Linked DNA regions of Sus scrofa: region 1 is linked to region 2. Evidence: chromatin contacts called from public HiChIP or PLAC-seq data. All regions are on one chromosome and are shown on one strand. Each heading gives the region's core, a stretch centred on a gene start, on an enhancer-like site or on the middle of the called end of the contact. The rest is flanking DNA. Distances are from core to core; before and after follow the strand shown. Region 1 holds the start of MORC2 (MORC family CW-type zinc finger protein 2). Region 2 holds the start of MTFP1 (mitochondrial fission process protein 1).

Region 1 (3,292 bases), core at 45-2,544, 410 kb before region 2:
ATACACTTAAAAGTGTTTGCGTTTGCTTGCTTAGAGCTGTACCAATGGTAAGCACCACTCCACAAAATGAAAATGTTTGAAAGCCAACTGTTCAAACATTTCTATAGTGTTTGCTGGATAACTGCCTGATATTTGATAAAAGCAGCTGACAATTAACAAAGAAGCAAAAACTGGCATTTTGGCCATCTTAGTAACACACTTGCAAGCAAATAGAATACAAAGCAGACCAGAAAAAATTTAAGGTTGAAACACTTTCAATCTGATTTTGAGGTTCAGCAGAAAATTCTAACAAAACTTCTCAGAAAACGTTAACCTTCAATTAATAAAGACTCAACCCCCCAAACATTTTCAAGAATTCCATGCCTGGTTCAGTCTGTTCTAGTGAGCCAGCTTGCTAAAAATCCACCTGCACCATTAATTAGTTGGACTTGGCAGCACCATTTAAAAATAAGCCTGCTCACTACCAACCACACAGACTAGGAATATAAAATAGGGGAAAGTAACGGATGGCAACCATGGTCATAGAAAATGGTCAATGAAGAGTCAGAAAGGTAGTCAGGCACCAGAAAAAAAAAAGTTGTTGGGCCAAAGATTAAATAAGCTTCTTGATACTAGAGAACATATCCATGCCCAGTTTTAGCTGCTTTATGCTGGGTGCCACTGTACCTTTAAGCATCAGTCACCCTTTAGGCAACCCATGGTGAAAGAACTCAAAATAGAAGCCAAGAAGTGGAGTGTTGTTACCACGAATATCCACTATGCACAGAACAGCTCACATATCTCAGGGATTCAAACAGGGGCTTCGAATTGGTTGTGAAGGGTCCCAAATGACATCTGGCCTCAGTTTCCTCCTTGTGACAAAGGAAATGTGGTTCTTAATTCTTCTGGGTCACAGCCCCCAATGAAAACTTGCTGGCGATGGCTTCTCATTCTCTAAAATGCACATTCCCCCTAATTTCTGCATACAATTTCAAGGAGTTTGGGGATCTCCACCTCCAATCCAAGGTTTCCAGGTTCAAAATCCAAGGATTGGGCAATTTCTAAGTTTTCTTACAACTCCAAAAAAAAAAAACCAAAAAACAAAAAACCAAGCCATTACGAACAATAATCATCCCTTACATACAGCGACGCTTTACAGTTTACAAAGCGCTTTCAATCCCACAAACATTGATGGAGAAGGAGGAAACTGAGGCGCAGATAAATTACAGAGTGACTTGCCTAAGGTCACTCGGCCAGCTGGTGGTTAGGCCCGGAAGCAAACCCAGCTCTTCCGACTCCGGAGCTTGTCTCTCCACCCCGGAGCGGCCTCCAGCGCTCCCGCCCCTCACTAAGGCGGCATAAGGAGGAAAAGACAAAGTAGAAAGCCCACCACCAACCATCCCCCGGCTCCCTCCTGTCCCCCCAATTGGGTCCTTGCAGGCCCCGAAGGGTGGTGCCAGGCCTCCAGGCCGGCCCCGGCCACCCCAGCTTCCCCGGCCGTGCCAAATCCCGCCGCCGCCGCCGCCGCCGCCGCCGCCTCCCCAGGAGCGGGGCGGAGCAACTGCCCGCCGCCGCCGACCACCCGGACGACTCCTCGTCGGATAGCAAACGCATAGGCCGCCGCCCGAGTTCTGCGTACGAGAAGAAAGACGCGGCGCGAACGCCAACGGCCACCGGGCGCGCGCCGTGGCGGCCGGGCCTGCGCCCCAAGAGCTGGATGCCAGAGCAGGAGAAAGAGCCGCCAACCGATCGCTCGATCGACCGCGCGCCCGCTCCTTCGCCCTACCAGACCGGGGAGGGGGGGAGGGCGCGCCAGGGCTTCTTCGAGTTAGGGGCCTGACTCCCCGGCGACGAGACAAGATGGCTCCTCCGGTCCGCGCCGCAGCTGCCGTCCCGGCTGCGTCGCTCGGCCCGCCCCCGGTACTGTTTCTTTAAATGGCGGAGAGGGTCAAGAAAGCAGGAAGAGAGGCGCGCTCACTCACGTGACAGGGGAGGGCCCAGCTAACAAGATCCGGTCACGTGGAGACACGCTACCTACCAATCAGAAGGCGTCGCATCAGAGCGGGGGCGGGAGGATCTGCGGCTCTGTGATTGGCCGAATACGCCGCGGAGGCCTCGGGGGCTTGGGGCGTCGGGGAGTGCGCGAGGCGGCCCGGGCTGTGTGCACTAGCGGAGACAAAGCGCTGGCTGAGGTGGCAGAGACGCCAGCGATAGCAGCGGCGGAGGAGACCTAGACGCCGAATTTTGTGGTGTTGAGTCCGGTCACCATATCATCCAGCGCAGTGCGGGCTGTGGTCTCGCGGCGGCGGTGGCGGCAGCGGCGGAGGCGGAGGCAGCACATGGTTCCAAGAGCGCGCTGCGGTTGTTGGGTTCCAATTCCGTGGGGAGGGACAAAGGCAGCTGCAGCTGTGAGCGCAGGGCAACGCCCGCTCGGGTAGTGTACTCGTCACTGCCCTCAATCCGGGCCTTGAAAGCTGGGACTATCTTCTCTATGTGAGGAGGAGAACACGGGACCGAGCGCCTGAGAGGCTGAGGCCGCTGTCTGAGGGAAGTGGGGGAGGGGCGCAACTCGCCTGAGTTGATTTGGGCGGGTCAGGTCTGAGGCGACTTAATGGGTCTGTGTGAGGTAATTTGACCCACTACCCTGAGGAAAGTGGGACGGACCTCAGGCTAGGTTTGGTCCAGGCTTTGAAAAACAGAAATCGGTCTTCAGCGCTTTGGAAATCTTTCATTTGGGAGGTGGTGAAGCCGGAACTAACGCCATATGCACTCCATCAACAACATGGTCGCCAGTCTGGGGCTTCTTTAAGGATCCTGGGATCATTGATGGCGAAGACATGGGTGGTTGTCCAATTTTATGACATAAGTTGCTGAATTTACGGATTGGTGAATTTCTGGACTGGTAAATTTCCTCACAGGAAATTTAGAGGAACTGAAAAAAACGCTCGAAGAACGTGAAGATGGAGCAGTAATTGCCAACTCCAGTATCATCTACTCCAGACCAACAACATTTCAATTCAAATCTGAACTATCACAAATTAACGCTAACTCTTCCTTAAAACTGCAGGTTTATGACGTAGTTCTTTCCAAAATATTACATCATAGTCACTGAGAAGATTAAGAAAATTTAAAAGCAAAATCAATTGTTTTAGACATCTCTGAATATACTGTGGATAGATTCACTAGGTAACCTTGTTTGAGGAGTACAGATTTCAGAATCCTGAAAAAAATCTATTCCATTAATAAGCTTATAGTTCCCAGTTAGTGGGTAAAGAACTGGAGACCTCACTGCACTCATGGCTTTCACAAATTA
Region 2 (3,290 bases), core at 438-2,937:
ACTTGCGGACAGCCAGAGGCCAGCGGGTGGCAGTGCCCAGGATGTAGAGAGAGGCAGCACACACACGGTTGATAGTGAAGCCTGGGATGCCACAGAGGCCAGAGCCTGCCACACAAAGGTGTCTACCACGGCCACGGTCACCCTGGTGCTGCGGCCTGCCTCAGGGCTTGGCACCTGGTAGGTACAAGAGACACATAACCCAGCAGAGGCAGAAGCAGGAAACTCTGTAGACAGGAGCATGGGAGGGACCAGGGAGAGGGAAGTGAAGGTGGGTGGGGACAGAGCCGCACTAGTGTTGGGTTCTGGGCTGAAGGTTGACTCATGCACAAACAGGACTTCAGTATAGATCATGTCACCTGCACGGTTGGGGGTGGGGTGCCTATCCTGCAAGCAGGACTGTGGTGTGGAATGCACCAGGCCAGGCTGTGGGGACTCGACTGTGCCACAAGGGACTTAACCATATGCAAGGCTGTAGACTGACCACAAGGGGAGTGGACTGGGGTGGGGGTTGAGGGGCAGGTTAACACTTACATCTCTTGCCTTCTTGCCTTTGTCAATGGCATCAGCCAGCACATAGGAGCTGGACACACCATAGCTCAGCCACACAACAGCTGTTGGCACCAAGGAGCGGAAGGCCTCCCCTACCTCATTGGCATAGCCTGGTGGTGGAGGAATATTTAATTCCTGAGCGGTTGGGTTGTTCCACAAGAGGGCACTAGAGGGAGATGGTTCTTATCTCAGCCTGCTAAGCAGTAGCTGGATGACCTTAGACAAAGTGACTTTACTCCTGTGAGTGTTTCCCCACCTGTAAAATGACACCCATGATGCTCACCTGGACTCTTTCCTTATGGGAGAGCTGAGTACTGTCTCCATTCTCACAGCCTACTTGCCTTAATAGTCTGGGTTCTAGAAGCATGTGAGCTGGCTGGGGGGACAGGCAGTGAGAGAGACTAAAGGCAGCCCCTCTGACGGGGAACTCGCTAAGTGCCAGGCCTTTCTGTACCTTATCTCATTGTACCCTCACAACTACCACCCAATGAGAGAGACCTTGTGCTCATCCCTTTTTGCTGAGGAAGAAACAAGCTTAGTCAGAGCGACTGATCCAAGATGAGAGTTCAAGTGCCCTGACTACAGCCAGTGTCCAGTCATTCCACAGGGGGCAGCCCACTCATCCCCATCCACCTACTTGGGCTGCAGCTTCCACCTGGGAGACAGACCAGCAGAGACCGTGAGGGCCGGGCTGGACAGGCCAAGCTGTGTGATCTTGAGCCAGTCCAGAACCCTCTCTGAGCCCAGTCTCTGCCCCGGCTGAATGAGAACTACAGCCCTCCCACGTTCGCCATGTCCCTGACCGGCGTCTGGGAACCCCTGCTTCCCAGCCACGTGGTGTGGGGGTCGCCGTGCCCCTTGCCCCGTGCTCACCCAAGTACCGCACCCACGTGTCCCGGAAAAGGTCGCGCTCGGCCCCCCGCGGGGGCGGCTCAGACATGACGCTTCCGCCTCGGCTTCCACTAGCGCTCCTGTCTGCGGCTGCGGGACCGGCTTAAGGTCCCAGACTGAAGGACAGGTCGTGCGGTCCCCACCAGCAGGGAGCGTCTGCAAATTCCCTCGCGCACTGGCGCCCCCCTCCCAAGCTTGGGTTTTACAGATTAATTTTCATCACGTTTTCTCTGGGGTTGAACGGTTGCGCGATCCTCTCTCAGCACTGACTGTAGTGTTGGAGCCAAAGAGACGCAGGTTCAAATACCGGATGCTACGCTTCATAGCTGTGTGACCTCGAGCAAGAGTCTGTACTTCTCTGCACGTCACTTTATTTGTTAGATAGGAAACAGGATGGGTTTACTCCTGGGGCAGTTTCGAGGATGAATTACACTCATCATTTATCGAGTTTAGTGCCAGCCAGACTGTTGGCTAAAGACTCCAGATGGCTTACTTCTTTAAACCCTCCCCTCAGCCAGGCATAAACCCCACCCTCCTTTTACAGATGAGGAATAGAGATAGAAATAATTGGTCACTTTCCCGGGTCCTACGACTGCTGAGTAGTGAAGCCGACATTTGATTCCAGGCTGTGAGGCTCTAGTTCCCATGCTCTTAAGGTAAGCTCAGTAAATGAGACTGAGGGAGTGTATGTTGAGAACCCGAGTGAAACTCTGAATCCTTTGGGGTATCAGCAAACAAAGACACAGCTTTTAAAGACAGGCAGTCCTGGGTTCAAATTCCAGTTGTGCCGCCTATTAACTGTCAGCCACGTCTGTAAAAAAATGAGTAGCTAATACATACTGAGCGTACACTAAGCGCTCTGGCTGTAGTTTCCTTGAGTCTTTGCAATAACCCAAAACAGTAAGCACAGGGCTGATGCAGTGTATCCAGGAGGCGCTCATCATCAAATAAATATCCTAGACTCCCTATTGTGGGCCCTGTTTTCAGGCGTCTCTATTTTGGTGGGATCTTATAAGGCAGCCAGTTCATTGGTGATCTGGCAGGAAGCTTGTTTCGGAGCCCAAGCTGATCCCTAGCCCCGGAAATACTGGCAGTGCACGCGCGGAATTGGGAGACGGTCCCTAACACCACGTGACCGTTGCTTCTCAGCCAACCTCCCACTCCGGGCCTGCCGCAAGCGCTGCAAGGACTCGCCAAACCCGCACTTGTTAGCTTGCCCTGAGAAGCCCGAGTGGGGCGGAGCCTCCGCTCTGACGGTAAAGGAAGTCAGGAGTACACTTAGTGCCCTCAGCAAAAATGGCGGAAGATGCGGCCTGGGCCAATCAGGAGGCAAGCTGGCCATCCCGGCGCCGTGAGAAAGCGCTTAAGCAGCGGGCTGTTTTTGCACATGCGCCCCGCTTAGTAGCGGGTAAACGCTGGGCTCCTAAAGTGGAGGTTTGACTGAGGGACCGCGAAGAGCGAGGCGGAGGTCACTGACTGCTACTCCCCGTGCACTGAACATTGCTTTATTCATTGGGTTAATTTTCCTAACAGAGCGTTGTAAACCAAGGTCAGGATGTCCTGAAGAGTCTGACTGGGGCTCCCGCGCGGCCTCGGGCCATCCTGTCAGCGCCAGCCTTGCCCCTTCCTCCTCCATCTGCTTCGCCAGACCTCTCCCCAGGCTGGGCCAGGGTCTGGGTTTCTGAAGGGAGGGAATGCCCACGAGGGCCCAGGCGGGACCGCCTTCTCGGGTTCTGTGCAATCCAAGGCCTGGTGTTCGTTTGCAGAATGTGGGATTGAGTGGAGAGCTGTGATTGCCGCAAGGTCTGTTCCCCCCACCCCCACCCTGTCATTGTGGAAGGAGGAGCTGG

The links. HiChIP or PLAC-seq counts read pairs in DNA pulled down with a chosen protein or histone mark.
Region 1: an H3K27ac HiChIP or PLAC-seq map of alveolar macrophages shows a contact between it and region 2. The contact joins the promoter of MORC2 here to the promoter of MTFP1 in region 2. A contact is called at or near these places in 1 of 47 Hi-C or Micro-C datasets (heart right ventricle) and 1 of 2 datasets of contacts at active chromatin or transcription factors (alveolar macrophages).

What each region holds. Positions count from the first base shown.
Region 1 is chr14:47,798,434-47,801,725 of Sscrofa11.1, reverse strand. It overlaps MORC2 (MORC family CW-type zinc finger protein 2), which reads left to right and starts at 1,294. Exons shown (of 26, transcript XM_005670853.3): 1 at 1,294-3,292. The coding sequence starts at 3,276. It also overlaps LOC100525309.
Region 2 is chr14:47,390,975-47,394,264 of Sscrofa11.1, reverse strand. MTFP1 (mitochondrial fission process protein 1) reads right to left here and starts at 1,687. Exons shown (of 5, transcript XM_001929262.7): 1 at 1,423-1,687; 2 at 532-659; 3 at 93-174; 4 at 1-90. The coding sequence starts at 1,489. It also overlaps a transcript of SEC14L2 not described here.